Regions from separate parts of the Sus scrofa genome. Here region 1 is linked to region 2. The links are chromatin contacts, called in public Hi-C maps. All regions are on one chromosome and are shown on one strand. Each heading gives the region's core, a stretch centred on a gene start, on an enhancer-like site or on the middle of the called end of the contact. The rest is flanking DNA. Distances are from core to core; before and after follow the strand shown. Region 1 holds the start of NEK8 (serine/threonine-protein kinase Nek8). Region 2 holds the start of VTN (vitronectin).

The links. Hi-C and Micro-C count contacts between places; a contact is called where the count stands out from the background.
Region 1: a Hi-C map of liver shows a contact between it and region 2, with 6 times the contacts expected there. The contact joins the promoter of NEK8 here to the promoter of VTN in region 2. A contact is called at or near these places in 1 of 47 Hi-C or Micro-C datasets (liver) and 1 of 2 datasets of contacts at active chromatin or transcription factors (alveolar macrophages).

Annotation. Positions count from the first base shown.
Region 1 is chr12:44,959,910-44,967,083 of Sscrofa11.1, reverse strand. It overlaps NEK8 (serine/threonine-protein kinase Nek8), which reads right to left and starts at 3,989. Exons shown (of 16, transcript XM_021067481.1): 1 at 3,255-3,989; 2 at 1,851-1,986. The coding sequence starts at 1,897. It overlaps TLCD1 (calfacilitin), which reads left to right and starts at 4,061. Exons shown (of 3, transcript XM_013989985.2): 1 at 4,061-4,454; 2 at 4,764-5,019; 3 at 5,393-6,119. The coding sequence starts at 4,261. The coding sequence ends at 5,776. It overlaps RPL23A (60S ribosomal protein L23a), which reads right to left. Exons shown (of 5, transcript XM_003131772.3): 4 at 6,640-6,709; 5 at 6,347-6,410. The coding sequence ends at 6,396.
Region 2 is chr12:44,652,519-44,658,956 of Sscrofa11.1, reverse strand. VTN (vitronectin) reads left to right here and starts at 5,041. Exons shown (of 9, transcript NM_214104.1): 1 at 5,041-5,149; 2 at 5,251-5,370; 3 at 5,447-5,642; 4 at 5,645-5,721; 5 at 5,798-5,937; 6 at 6,192-6,348. The coding sequence starts at 5,086. SARM1 (sterile alpha and TIR motif-containing protein 1) reads right to left here and starts at 4,593. Exons shown (of 12, transcript XM_003360057.4): 1 at 3,047-4,593; 2 at 2,718-3,044; 3 at 2,679-2,715. The coding sequence starts at 3,146.

The DNA of each region.
Region 1 (7,174 bases), core at 2,740-5,239, 310 kb before region 2:
GCAACCTACACCACAGCTCACGGCAACGCCGTGATCGTTAACCCACTGAGCAAGGGCAGGGACCGAACCTGCAACCTCATGGTTCCTAGTCAGATTCGTTAACCACTGCGCCACGACGGGAACTCCCGAAACAAAACTCTTGATTTCTGCCCTCAAAGCCTTTCTTTCATCAGTTTCTTCCATCTCAGTCAATGACACCATCATCCCTTGTTATTAAAGTCAAACACCTAAAAATCATACCAGAATCTTTCCTCCATCTGACACTAACACATCAGTAAATCCTTTTCTACCTCCAAAACACTGTGTACTCATTCATTTTTCTCTGTACCTTCTGCTATATACTCTTGGCCAAATCATCATTTCTTGCCTAAAATACTGCACTAGAATTTTGAATGGTCCTTTTCACACTTTTCACCCTCAAATTCAAATTCCACACAGCAGCTGGAGTGACTTTTTTTTTTTTTTTTTGTCTTTTTTTTTTTTTTTTTTTGTCGTTGTTGCTATTTCTTGGGCCGCTCCCGCGGCATATGGAGGTTCCCAGGCCAGGGGTTGAATCGGAGCTGTAGCCACCGGCCTACGCCAGAGCCACAGCAACTCGGGATCTGAGCCGCATCTGCAACCTACACCACAGCTCACGGCAACGCCGGATCGTTAACCCACTGAGCAAGGGCAGGGACTGAACCTGCAACCTCATGGTTCCTAGTCGGATTCGTTAACCACTGCGCCATGACGGGAACTCCCTTTTTTTTTTTTTTTTTTTTTTTGTCTTTTTATCTTTTTTTTTTTTTTTGGATTTTTTTTAATTTTAAATTAAAAAAAAAAATTTCTTTTTAGGGCCACACCCGAGGCATGTGGCAATTCCCAGGCTAGTGGTCCAATCGGAGCTGTAGCCCCCAGCCTACACCACCACCACTGCAAAGTGGGATCTGAGCTGTATCTGCAACTACACCATAGCTCATGGTAACACAGGATCCTTAACCCAGTGAGTGAGGCCAGGGATGGAACCCATGTCCTCATGGATGCAAGTCGGGTTTGCTAACCGCTGAGCCAAGACGGGAACTTCCAGAGTGACATTTTTTAAAATGCAAAGACCATTCCTTTGCTTAAACCTCTTTCCTTTACACTGCAAATATATTCAACTTCTTAATCTCAGCCTACAGCAGCCATAATCTGGTTTCCGCCCTCTGTGACAATAACATTTTATTCCATCTTTACCTTGCTCACTACATTCCAACTACATTAGTCTTTTTCTCAGTTCCTTGAATACTCTGCATTCGTTCCCACGTGAGGACCTTCGCATAAACTGGTTCCTCTGCTTGAGAAACTCTACCTTCTTCCGACTTCTGGTCCTCATTCCTCAAGTCTTGGCATTAAATCTCAACTATCCGAGAAATTTTCTTTCACCACCCCAAAGGAATACTCCCTGGTGGTGTACTCTATTCTCACAGGCAGTTTGTTGATCACTGCTTTAACAATGTCCTGTTTATTTTCTAATTTTCCGTTAGTCTGTAAGCTCGGAGAGGGAAAAGACCACGCCTCTTTTGGGCTTAGCTGTGTGCACAGCACCAAGATCCTGACGTGTATAGTTGCCGCTCAATATTTGTTGAATGAATGAATCAGGATAGAGCAACAGAACTCTGCGGGGGCGCAGAGAAGAGCCAGGGGCGTGACCTCCTTGGAGGCGGAGTTTCCCATCCAGGACCGGGACCGGAAGCCTGGGCGGGGCTTCTCGTAGAGGGCGCTAACGCTTCGGGGCGGGGCTGAGCAGGCAACGATTTCGCGCTTAGCGATTTCGCGGGGCTTATTTTCCCTCTCCCGTAGCAATTTCCTCCCCCAGAGCCCTGGCTCACCCGAAGGCACCTCTCCCCACCACTCGGATCCGCTCGTACTTCTCCATCTCATTTTTCAGAGTCACATTTCCGGAATCCTCAAGCCCAGGCGCGGCGCTTGCGCGAACCCGCCTTCTCTAGAGCCACGCCTCCTGCTCTGCAAGATAATTACGGGGCGGAGCCGGGGGAGTTGGGTGTTGGTTCAGCCTCTCATCTGCTTTGGCTGTTTTGCAGGGTTCCTGTGGCCGGGATCCGCAGTCGCCCTTCCAGGGTCCAAGGAATGGAGTAATACGCTGTTTTGGGGGGCGCGCTCCGCAAAGGCCAACACAGCACCAGCCACCTCCCACACACGCATCTCGCCCTCGCAAAGCTTTCTTAGACTGGAGGGGTTCCCTGCGCACGCCGAATGAGGGTTGGAGGCGAGGACCGATCTCGCTCCGCATCCCTCTTTGCAAACTAGTGACTGCTTCGAAGGATAGGGCAGATTCTCACTGGCATGCAAACGATAGACACTACCAAAATTGAACCGAGAGAGTCAGCGCTCTCGGTCTGTGGGGCAGGGTGCAGGGTTAGTTTCGTGTTTGCCTAGGGAGGAACCGGGGAAATCCCGAGCTGTGCAAGTTGATTCGACTAGGCAGAAGGTGACACTGCTGTCAAGACTGAGCCCTGCGCTTGTCAACACCAACTCCCCAACGCACACACACAGCGCTGCCGCTGCCGCAGGGAAATCTGCCTTCAATACTCAACTAGGGAGAACTTCCTTGGGGGAAAATGGGAGGGAACGGGACTACCACCTGAAGGCATCCAGGCGGGAGAGGAGGAAAGAATCATTCGCCTGATATGGGTTCAAATCTTCTGCCCAGAGGTGGGGGGCTGGTTAGTAGTACAATAGTCTAAGATCTTGGCCGGAAGTGAGTTTAATTCCAGGTGTCTACCCACCGCCTTCTGCCCTTCATGACCTCTATAAAATCTCAGTTAAGGTAGCAGGAAGGACGATGATTAGCTAAGGGATAGCGTCCCTATTTCTGAGTGGGTGAGGAACGTGAGGAAAGGGGTGTTTATCTTCTGTTCCCACCCTGGCCCTTGAAAGGGTACCCAAAACTACCCACGTGGAATGACCACTGGAAAGGCCCCATGAGGGCCTGTTGGTAGCTGGCTCAGGCCAGGGTGTCCGGCGGACAAAGCTGCCCTGTGAGCAGAGGAGGGCAAGGGGGAAAGCCACTCAGCTGGGACACTCCGTGTTCTCACCTAGAAACTGATCAGGCCTTGGTTGACCCGGAGCCCCAGAGAGGTTAATGTGTAACCTTGGAGCCATCAGGGGAGGCAGAGCAAACACCCAAACCTCTTGGCGCCTCAGGCTTCTGGTTTTCCCTCACTCTCAGAGCAGCCCCCCACCCCCGCTCCAACTACTCCCTTCTCTTTTACCTCCGCCCTTTCGTTCGCTGAGTCTGGTTAACTCTTGGGCAAAAACACCACCTCCTTCCTTGTACGCCGGGAGGGGATCCCACGCCGCGTGAGGACAGGCTGTCACCTAGCGGTCGTGAGTTGCAACTGCTCCAGGCCACTGGCCGGCAAAGTGAGGGTCACCCTGGTGGCCTGGGCACATCGGCCGTCTTCCCCGCTCCGGCCTCCAGGAAGCGGGGAGAAGAGAGCTGGGACTGTCTGAGGGAGGACTGTGACTGCCGCGCGGCCCCAGGAGCCCAAGAGCCGGCTGGGAGGAGGGGTGGTGATAGGTTAGTCGACAGATTCTAGGCAGTGACTTGGGCGGGATGAGGTAGAGGCAGGTAAACGTGTTCGACTCTGGCCTGAAGATGCTAGCGGAAAAATACGGTCTGAGAGATCATCGTCGGATACGGGGCACCGGCTGGTCCCCAGGTTTAGGGATTTAAAAGACGTGGGTGCGTGACGGGTCCCGCCCAGCTTTGCGGGTAAAGGAGGTAAGGGAGGAGAGAGTTCTCTCAGGGCCCGCCCAGGCAGGGGAGCTGGGACGCCAGGGGATTTGGGTTAACCAGGCCAGGCGAGCGAAGCGGGACTCCGTCGGCAGTCGGGAGGCGCCAGCGAGGGGTGGCTTGGCGGTGGCGGCCCCAGGACAGCCTCTTTTGCCCAAAGTCCGCGGGAGCCTGGCGGGGCCTGGGGGGCCTGAGGGGAAATGGGGCTCTCGCCCTCCGCGCTGCGGAGGCGCCGGAGGGGCGGGGACAGGAGGGCGGGGCGGGGCGGGGGCGCGGGTGGTTGGGGGCGGGGGCAGAGGCCGGACGGGAAGGGACGGGAGGAGCGAAGGGGGCCTACAGGGCTCCGCGGAGACAGTGTGTGTGAGGCTGGCGGCCGCCAGGAAAGGCGTCGGGGGTGGACCAGCCCAAAAGAAAGTCCCTTTCCCGAACTGCCGGAGGAGGCGGCCTAGAGGGCGAACAGACAGAAGGCAGGGAGGGTCAGCATGCCCCCAATGCTGCTCCCCGCCCTGCCGCTGCTCCTGGGCGCCACGCTGACCTTCCGGGCGCTCCGGCACGCGCTCTGTCGCCTGGCCCTACCGGCGCACGTGCGCGCCGACCCCCTGCGCACCTGGCGCTGGCACAACCTGCTCGTCTCCTTCGCCCATTCCATTGTGTCAGGGACCTGGGCGCTGCTGTGGTGAGTGAAGGACTGGGGGAGTGAAGGCGGCTAGGGGATCCCGCATTACTCTTCCCATCACTCATTGGCGGGCTGAGGCCCAGGCAGTCTCACCTGATTCCCGGTTTAGAATGCTGTCCAACCAGGAGCGGCTGCAGCCCCAGGGGAGGGGGGTTCTCACCTGGGAAACGGCGAACACCTGGGTTTCAGCCAAGCCCCTCCTCGCTCCCGGTCAGCCAATAGCACCAGCCCAGACTCCCCGGGCACTGGCATGGTTGTGGGTCCTTGGGGATACCGAGTGAAGCGCCTGCCTTCTTCCCTCCCATCCAGTATATGGCAGACCCCGGAGATGCTGGTAGAGATTGAAACAGCATGGTCGCTTTCTGGCTATCTGCTCGTTTGTTTCTCTGCAGGTAGGTCTTGCTTCGTATTAAGTAGTTGGGAGGGACAGGAATGTTTCTTGCTCAGTCCCGTTTATGACCTCTTCCCCATCCCTCGGCTAGGGTATTTCATCCACGACACGGTGGATATCGTGGTTAGTCATCAATCACGGGCTTCTTGGGAATACCTTGTCCATCACGTCATGGTAAGTGAGCAGGGGATGTGGAATAGGCCTGGTGCTAGCAACCTAATCTAAGCCTTTTTGAATCTGGGAGATAACCCCACCCAGGGGCCTATGGTCTAATGCTAGAATGCTGAGGGTTGGTAGTCTCTGTACCCTTGCTTCACTACTTGAGGCCAGCAATCGTGGCCTCATTTTCTTTGCCTGAAAACTCCACCCATAGCAAGAACTTGTGGATAGGGTTCAAAATGTAATTGTATTGAATACACTGTGTTTCCAAAAGATGCAAACGGGAGGATTTCCTAGCCCCCAATCTTGTAGCCTTCATATTCCCACCAACTTCCAGAAAAGCTTTGGCATCTGAGTTCCCTAACCCATTCTCTCCCTTGCCTTGTAGGCCATGGGTGCCTTCTTTTCAGGCATCTTTTGGAGCAGATTTGTTGGTGGCGGTGTCCTAACCCTGCTGGTGGAGGTCAGCAACATCTTCCTCACGATACGCATGATGATGAAAATCAGTAACGCCCAAGATCTCCTCCTCTATCGGGTCAACAAATACATCAACTTGGTCATGTATCTTCTCTTCCGCCTAGCCCCTCAGGCCTACCTCACCTATCTCTTCCTGGGTTATGCTGGCCAAAGGACCCTGGGAACCTTCCTGCTGAGCATCCTGCTCATGCTGGATGTCATGATCCTCATCTATTTTTCCCGCCTCCTCCGCTCTGACTTCTGCCCTGAGCAGATACCCAGGCAGAAACACAAGGACAAGTTCTTGACCGAGTGAAAAGCACAGACCCAGGGACTTGTGACAAAAAACAGCCTCACATATAAACTGAGACTTCAGCCCTCACCTGAGGCGTCCTCTGGGGCCATGCTCTCCACCTTTCACATCTGCACCTACTATTGAAAACCCTAATGAAAGTACTCTTCTGAAGTCCTTGTCCTTTCTTGGGCAAGGGATGAGGGAAGCAGACAGACCGGTTGGACAGAGTAGATGGGTGTGGGGACAAGGTGCTACGGGAAAGCCAGCAGCCAACTCGCACTGCCCTAAAATGGGTGCTAATGAAAACTGAGTATTGGTTTTATACAAAGCCTCTTCCAGAGATAAAGGAAAAGGTTCTTGTAAAGCTTCTTGCTTGGTCTCTTACCTCTGTGATGGAGGCAAGCTGTAGTTGTCCTAAAAACACCAACCCCAGTCTGGTCACTGACATAAGTATGGTGAGGTGACAGTGCCAAGTGTCCCAACAGGGTTAGGTAACTGAGACCAAGAGTCTTGCCCAAGCCCTCTTACTCAGGTGTGTATATACCACAGTAAGGCCTCCCAACCAGAAATCAACATACAGACAAAAAAGCATGCATTTAGTGATGACTTTTATATTTAGAATTAGCCAGCTGGACTCAGTTTAGATGATCCCAATCTGAAAAACAAAAGGGAGCTTTGTTACTGGGAGCTGAAATGTGAAGATTAAAGTGGGAATGTCATAGTTAAAATGCAAAATGAGGGCACAAGATAAGGGGTAAGACAGGGGTGCAGTCAGTCAGTTGAGACTAATCACCGAAGTTTGATTCAGGCTTTGGTCGCTTAGAGATACATCATTTGCACCCAGGAAGGGGGGTGTTAAGGAGTTTGTAGTAAAGGAAGCTTACTTTGTTAGCAACATCCAAAGCATCATAGTCAGGAGCTAGTCGAACATATGCCTTCTTCTCTCCATCAGGCCTAGGGTGGAGAAGGAAGCCTTAGTCCTTGCTGCCCTCCCTGCCCCTATACACTCTCTTCCTCCCCAGTCTTCTGGCACATCAGTGGTTCCTTTGTTCATGTCATTCCCCCCCCACACACACACAGCAGTTTTTCCATCATTTGCACAGAGGGGATCAGTGACCCCACTAAGCCACAAAAGGAGCCAGTTTCATTTTATGGGAAACACCGCAGGTGTTCTGATGTTAACTGTATGTTACTCTCGGGCCTGCTTCTGTCTAAAGACAGGGATCAAGAAAATGAGCACCATCCCCCCAAGCCCTAGAGGCAGGACAGTTCGAAATCCATACTCCATACAAGGGACTGTAAATGTAGCAGGGACTGCCCACTTCTCAAGGCTTACACACTGGAAAGCCTACTTCTGACCCCAAAAGCAGCATCAAAGAATTTCATTCCATTCAGGTTTTCTGGTTTCCGACAGAGGTG
Region 2 (6,438 bases), core at 3,792-6,291:
GCATTTCTTGAGCCTCAGCCCTCGCCTTTCCCTGTGCACTTGGCACCTTTAGAGAGTTGAACTCTACTTGTTGTGAGAATTATTCACACAATCCCCATTCTTCTGTAGCCTGAGAGGCTGTGGGTCTGGGTTCAAATCCCCACTGCAAAGGAGGAGCAAATGGTGCATATACACACATGTGCACGCCTGTATATATAATATACCCATATATGCAAGTGCTTATATATGCATAGATGCTCTCTGGAAAAACACACAAGAAACTTATTTCACCTGTTTGTCTCCAAGGAGGAGGCTGAGGGAAAGAAGGTGTAAGGATATACCTTTTTGGTACCTTTGCACTTGCATTTATGTGCAGTAGGTGTCTGCTTTTTTTTTTTTTTTTTTTTTTTTTTTTTTTTTTTTTTTTTTTGTCTTTTTGTCTTTTTGCCTTTTCTAGGGCCGCTTCCCGTGGCATATGGAGGTTCCGAGGCTAGGGGTCCAATTGGAGTGTAGCTGCCAGCCTACGCCAGAGCCACAGCAATGTGGGATCTGAGCCGCGTCTGCAACCTACACCACAGCTCACGGCAACGCCGGATCCTTAACCCACTGAGCAAGGCCAGGGATCGAACCGCAACCTCATGGCTCCTAGTCGGATTCATTAACCACTGTGCCACAATGGGAACTCCTGTTTTTGTTTTTTTAAACTTGTATCCTCCCTCTACTCACTGGTATTCTTGGGAAAGCCGTTTAACCTCATTATGGTTCCTGGATGGGGGAGCAGGCTGTGAATTTAGAGAGCTAGGCGTAGGATGGGAACTTCACTGGGTGTTGTGAGACCAGGCTCAGAGGGCTCTCCCCTGCTGGGCTTCTCCTGGTGACAGCACCCTGGGAAGAAGGGAACTGCAGGAAAGGGAATGGCAAAAGGAGTGGATGCACTGACGGAAGAAACTTCTTTAAGAAGAGCTAAGTTGATGGAGGAAGGAAAATATTCCAAACACACAAATTCTCAGTGTGTCCCCACCCCCTCACTCTTCCAGCCTCCTCCCTGTGCCGTGTGGAGGTGTGGGGAGAGTCTCCCTTTCCAGGGAGGCTTTTGGAATTTGATCAGGACCTGGTAACCAACCCCCCCCCGGCTCTGTCCTTGGTCCTGAAGTGATGCCAGCCCAATGAGTTATTTCTTGGACCCAGGGACACTGGTTAGTGTGACTCCTTTCTCAGTAATTCTGAACCACGTGAGGATTGTTATTTTCAGCCCTGAAAAATATCAGTGCTATTTGCCTCTTGGAGCCCTCCTCTTCTTAGGGTGTTGGCTGCACCCATTCTTCAGGAGTTAGGTTAAAGCGGCCCATCCACATAGGAAGTCCACAGGGTACACTTGGCAACCTGGGCCCACCACATCCAGTGAGCACCTGCTCCATTTGCTAGCTCTCCACATTCACATCCCCATCGATACGCCTGACGTTAGATGGGAGATTCATGACTTGCTGAACAAGCAGGACCCTCACTTGGTCTCCCAACTCAAATTGCTTCGCTCCTGCACGTTTGACAACTGTATCATTTACGCTATTCACAAAGTTATTTTTACTTTTTGGAAATGGCAGGAAGGAGTTCCTGCTGTGGCGCAGTGGGTTAAGGATCCGGAATTGCCTCAGCTATGGCATAGGTCACAGCTGTGGCTCAGATTTGATCCCTGGCCTGGGAACTTCCATATGCCATGGGTGCAGCCAGAAAAAAAAAAAGAAAGAAAAGAAAAGAAAAAGAAAGCATCCCTAATCCATACCCATCACACTTGTGAGAGCTGCATACACTGAAAGTGACCCTTCCCAAAACCCTTCTAAACCTGAGAGGCCCAAGAATTCAACATGAGACTGGAGTGTGACAGCCTGGATGTTCTAGCATCAGAGGGGAGAGAAAGTGGGGCAGAGGTGCTCATATTCCAGGGGAGACCCCAAGAGGCAGGAAAGAGTGGCAACAGGCTTCAACTGGACCCCACCCACTGAATCTTAACACCGTGTGGGGAAGCCATAGAGAACACAACCCCGGCCCCTGCCAAGCTCTGCTCCTTTTTCCTCTTCCCCCACTGGTTCAACCCAAGAGAAAACCTCCTGTTCCCTATTAGCAACCACAGAACGAGATCATGTCTGCCCTGTTAGTGTTGCATGAACCAGAATGAAAAAGGAGGAAGCAGGAAGTGCATCGGGGGTGGCGTGAAGGTGGAGTAACCCTCAGGTCAGCACGCATTTCTGTCCGGGGAGACAGAAGAGGGTCCCCCTCCTCCCGTTTCCTGAGCAGTGTGTTCTCAGCCTCCCTCAGTAGGAGGGAGATGGCATGGCAGAAGGGAGCACAGACCCACACCGGAGCCTGTGGGGAGGAGGGCTCTGGGTTGAGAGGACACTGACAACTGGATCCCATCTCCATCCTCAGAACCAGGGACAGATTCCTGTTCTACTGCTCCGTTCCTCCCCTCCCTGTCTCATTCCTCGCCTCACTGGGGAGAATCCCGGCTGCCCCACTAGTTCATTGTGTGACACTTGGGCAAGTCACTAAACTTTCCCAAGCCTCAGCTTCCTCATCTGTAAAATGATACGCTGGTCCCTAACAGGGGATAGTGCGAGGCACGCAGGAGACCCAGGCACACCCTTGCTGCGACACATCACGCAGCGCGCCCACACCCCCCGCCCCCAGCCCGGTCCTCTCACCGGTTCTCAGCCACCAGGATCTGCTCCAGCAGGCGGCGGCCTGCACACGCGTCTCCAGCTCCGGCGCCTGGAGCAGCCTCAGCAGCAGGTCCAAGCCGCCCTCCAGGCGGATGGCGTCGCACAGACCCTGGGCTACCTCGCGGCCCATGGCTGGCAGCAGCCAGGCTTCCTCCACCAGCTGGAAGACCTCAGCCAGGCCGGCGCCCACGGCCCGCCCGCCGCCCGCCTGCTTCAGCGCCGACAGCGCCTGCTGCAGCTCAGGCAGCGCGCGCTCCAGGGCGCCCTGCACCTCGGCACCCACCCCGGGTGACACCTCGCGGGGCCCACGACCGCCCGCGGTCCACCACGGACCGGCGCCGCCCCCCCGTCCGGCCCGGGCACCGCTAGTCGCTCAGCGCCTGGTCTTGGGCTGGACATGGCGAAGAAGCGGCACAACTTGTAGGCAGAGAACAGTATCGTCAGGACCATGGGCGCGGGGCTGCAGGGCACATCCCCGGCCTGGGGCGGGGGGCGGAGGGCGGAGCGACCCAGACCTTGGGAAAAAGAAGACCCCAGAGGGGACCCGAGGGAAGAAGATGCAGGAGGGAGGGTGGAGAGAGGGGTGCCAGGCAAGGGCGCTGACCAGAAATGTGAGGGCAGGATCTGGAACGAAGAGGTTAGAGAAGGGAATTGCAGGCCCGGATGAAGGAGGCAAGCAGGAGGAGAGAGCAGAGAGGCGGGAGGAATGAACCTAGGCGCCGGAGGGTCTAGGAGGCAGCAAGCCAAACAAAGAGCGCTCCAGTTCCGGCCGGGTTCGCGGAGATGCTCTGCAGCAGCCCCGCCCCTGAGAAGCCAGGGACCCGGAGCCCACGCCCCGCCTCTCGGTCACGCGGGGCTCCTCCCCTGCCGCCGGCGTAGCCTCACGCTAAAACTTCCCCAGCCGTGCCCACACCCTGACCGGCTCCCGGAGCCCGGTCCCCGGGCCCCCTCCACTGGATGCAGAGGAAAGGGAGGAGGGCGAGAGGACTGCCTCGGTTTTATACTGGAGACACTGGAATGACACTGGAATGTGAGGGCAGCACGGTTGGGTGTGCTCTTGTCCTACTAATGCTATCATAACAGCAATTCTTGAAACCCTTTATGCCTGTTTCTCAATTAAGACTTACAACGCGCCTATGAGGTAGGAATTTGTGCTGCCTTTTAACAGACTGAGGTCCATATAGAAACGATTGTCCAAAGTCACTCTCCCCTCTCATTATAGAAAAGAAAGCAATCAGCAGAATCGCCAAAGATCACTTGCTCCAGGTAGGAGGAGGACTTCAGGAGGCCTTGGACTCCGAAAAGTGGGCCCCAAATCAGGCATTTTGTGCCAGTGAGCATTTTCTGAGTAGGGGGATCCTACTCACTGGAGTCTAAAAGTGTGGGGAAGAGTGCCTGCTGTGGCACAAGCAGCTCGCATCTCTGCAGCACCAGGACACAGGTTCGATCCCCAGCCTGGCACATTGGTTAAAGGATCCAGGATTGCTGCAGCTGCAGCATAGATTGCAACTGCAGCTTGGATCTGATCCCCGGCCTGGGGAAACTCCTTATGCCCATGGGGTGCCCAGAAAAGAAAATAAATGTGGGGAACTGGGCCACCCTTCATGGATGGGGAAGATGAGGATGGAGACAGGGAATAGCCAGCTGAGGAGCAGTAAATCAGTGGAAGACTCAGGAATCACAGCCAGTCCGAAGGGTTAATATTCACCAACTCACTGTGCTGTGAAGACCAGCCTCTGGAAATCAATGCTCTAGAGACCTGAACCCAGAAATGAAACTTTGTTCTTTTCATGATAAAAATAAATTTTCACCAGGGTGTTTACCAGCATAGCTCCTACCCCCACCCCCCTTCAATGCCCTAAATACACAAGGGGTGGGTGAACCATCCTGCGAGGGCTGTGCCTGATCAAACAGATCATGAATCAATAGCCATTTATGGAGAATGAAGTTGGGGCTCCTCCAGGCACTGGGCAGATTGTCTGCTTTAGGTCCTGACACCCCATGAGGCAAATATGATTAATCTCATTTTACCAAAAAGAGAACTAAGGCAACTAAAGCTTTGTGCCCAAGGTGCACAGCCAGTGAGTGCCAGAGTGGGACTTCTTTCTGTCCCTCAGACTCACTGAGCTAGTCCTCTTCCGAGATGACCTTGAGCCTGGCAAGGATTCTATTTACAGCTCTCCCAGGCCTGGAGTTCCAGGACCGTGATCCTTTGCTGCAGCAGCCTCTGGAGTCAGGGCTCTGGGGGCTGGACTGGAGCTTGAGCAAACAGAGCAGTAGAAAAGGCAACTCCTCTTCTCTGGTTCCCTCATCCATGACCTCTCATCTCTCTGTCCCTTCCTCAGGCATCAGAACCTAGTTTACCAGACGTGAGGCCGGAGGTGCTGCCATGGCACCCCTGAGGCCCCTTCTGATGCTGGCCCTGCTGGCATGGGTTGCTCTGGCTGACCAAGGTGCGGGAGGATATGGATATTGGTGACCATTTGGGTCAATGTAGGGTGGGTAAGTGTGGCCTGGCCTGGGCGGTGCCAGCTGTCATACTCCCTCTCCACAGAGTCGTGCAAGGGCCGCTGCACAGACGGCTTCATTGCCGAAAGGAAGTGTCAGTGTGACGAGCTGTGCTCTTACTACCAGAGCTGCTGCGCTGACTACGTGGCCGAGTGCAAGCCCCAAGGTGCGTTCAGAGGGGCTGGGCGGGCCTGGGGTCCCCTCTGCAGCTGGAGACTCACCACCCCCCTCCTTGTCTGCAGTGACTCGCGGGGATGTATTCCTTCAGCCAGATGATGAGTACAGGGCCTATGACTACCACGAGGAGACCAGACACAACACCAGCGTCCAAGAAGAGCCAAGGATCCCTGTCCTGCTGGCCAAGACTGAAGAGACTCCGGTTCTGAAACCTGAGGAAGAGGCCCCACCACCTGGGCCTCAGACTGATGATCTAGGGGTCCTGAGGAAGAGCTGTGCAGTGGGAAACCCTTTGATGCCTTCACCAACCTCAAGAACGGTTCCGTCTTTGCCTTCCGAGGTGACTGGAATGGCAGACCTTGGGACTAGGGTCTGCCGCAGGAGCATCCTGCCTCACACGGCCTCCCTTCCTCTAGGGCTGTACTGCTATGAGCTGGATGAAAAGGCAGTGAGGCCTGGGTACCCCAAGCTCATCCAAGATGTCTGGGGCATCAAGGGCCCCATTGATGCCGCCTTCACCCGCATCAACTGTCAGGGGAAGACCTACCTCTTCAAGGTACCAGCCCAGGGACTGTGGGTCAGGGTCAAGGCTATCTCAGCAGGGGCTTGAGGGCGACTATGCCCAGGACCTGAGTGGGCCAGAAGGCTGGATCCCAGCCTGTGGTCCCTGGCTGGAGCTCTGTGGGACATAGAAGCCCAAGGCTCCAGGTCTTGGGCAACAAGCCTGGGAATAGGGCTGCTGCCTTGGGTGGAGGACTCTGCCTCCGCCACAGCCAGCTGCCTCCTGACTCTCTTCTTCCCTGCGCCTAGGGTAGTCAGTACTGGCGCTTTGATGATGGTGTCCTGGACCCCAATTACCCCCGCGAGATCTCTGAAGGCTTCAAGGGTATTCCGGACGATGTGGATGCAGCCTTGGCCCTGCCGGCTCATAGCTACAGTGGCCGGGAGCGGGTCTACTTCTTCAAAGGTACTCAGTGGGTGGGTGGGAGGGTTGGTTTGCTTCCCCTGGGGACAGGCCTTGGATTATGCCCCACCCCGGACCAGGAGCTCCTAACTT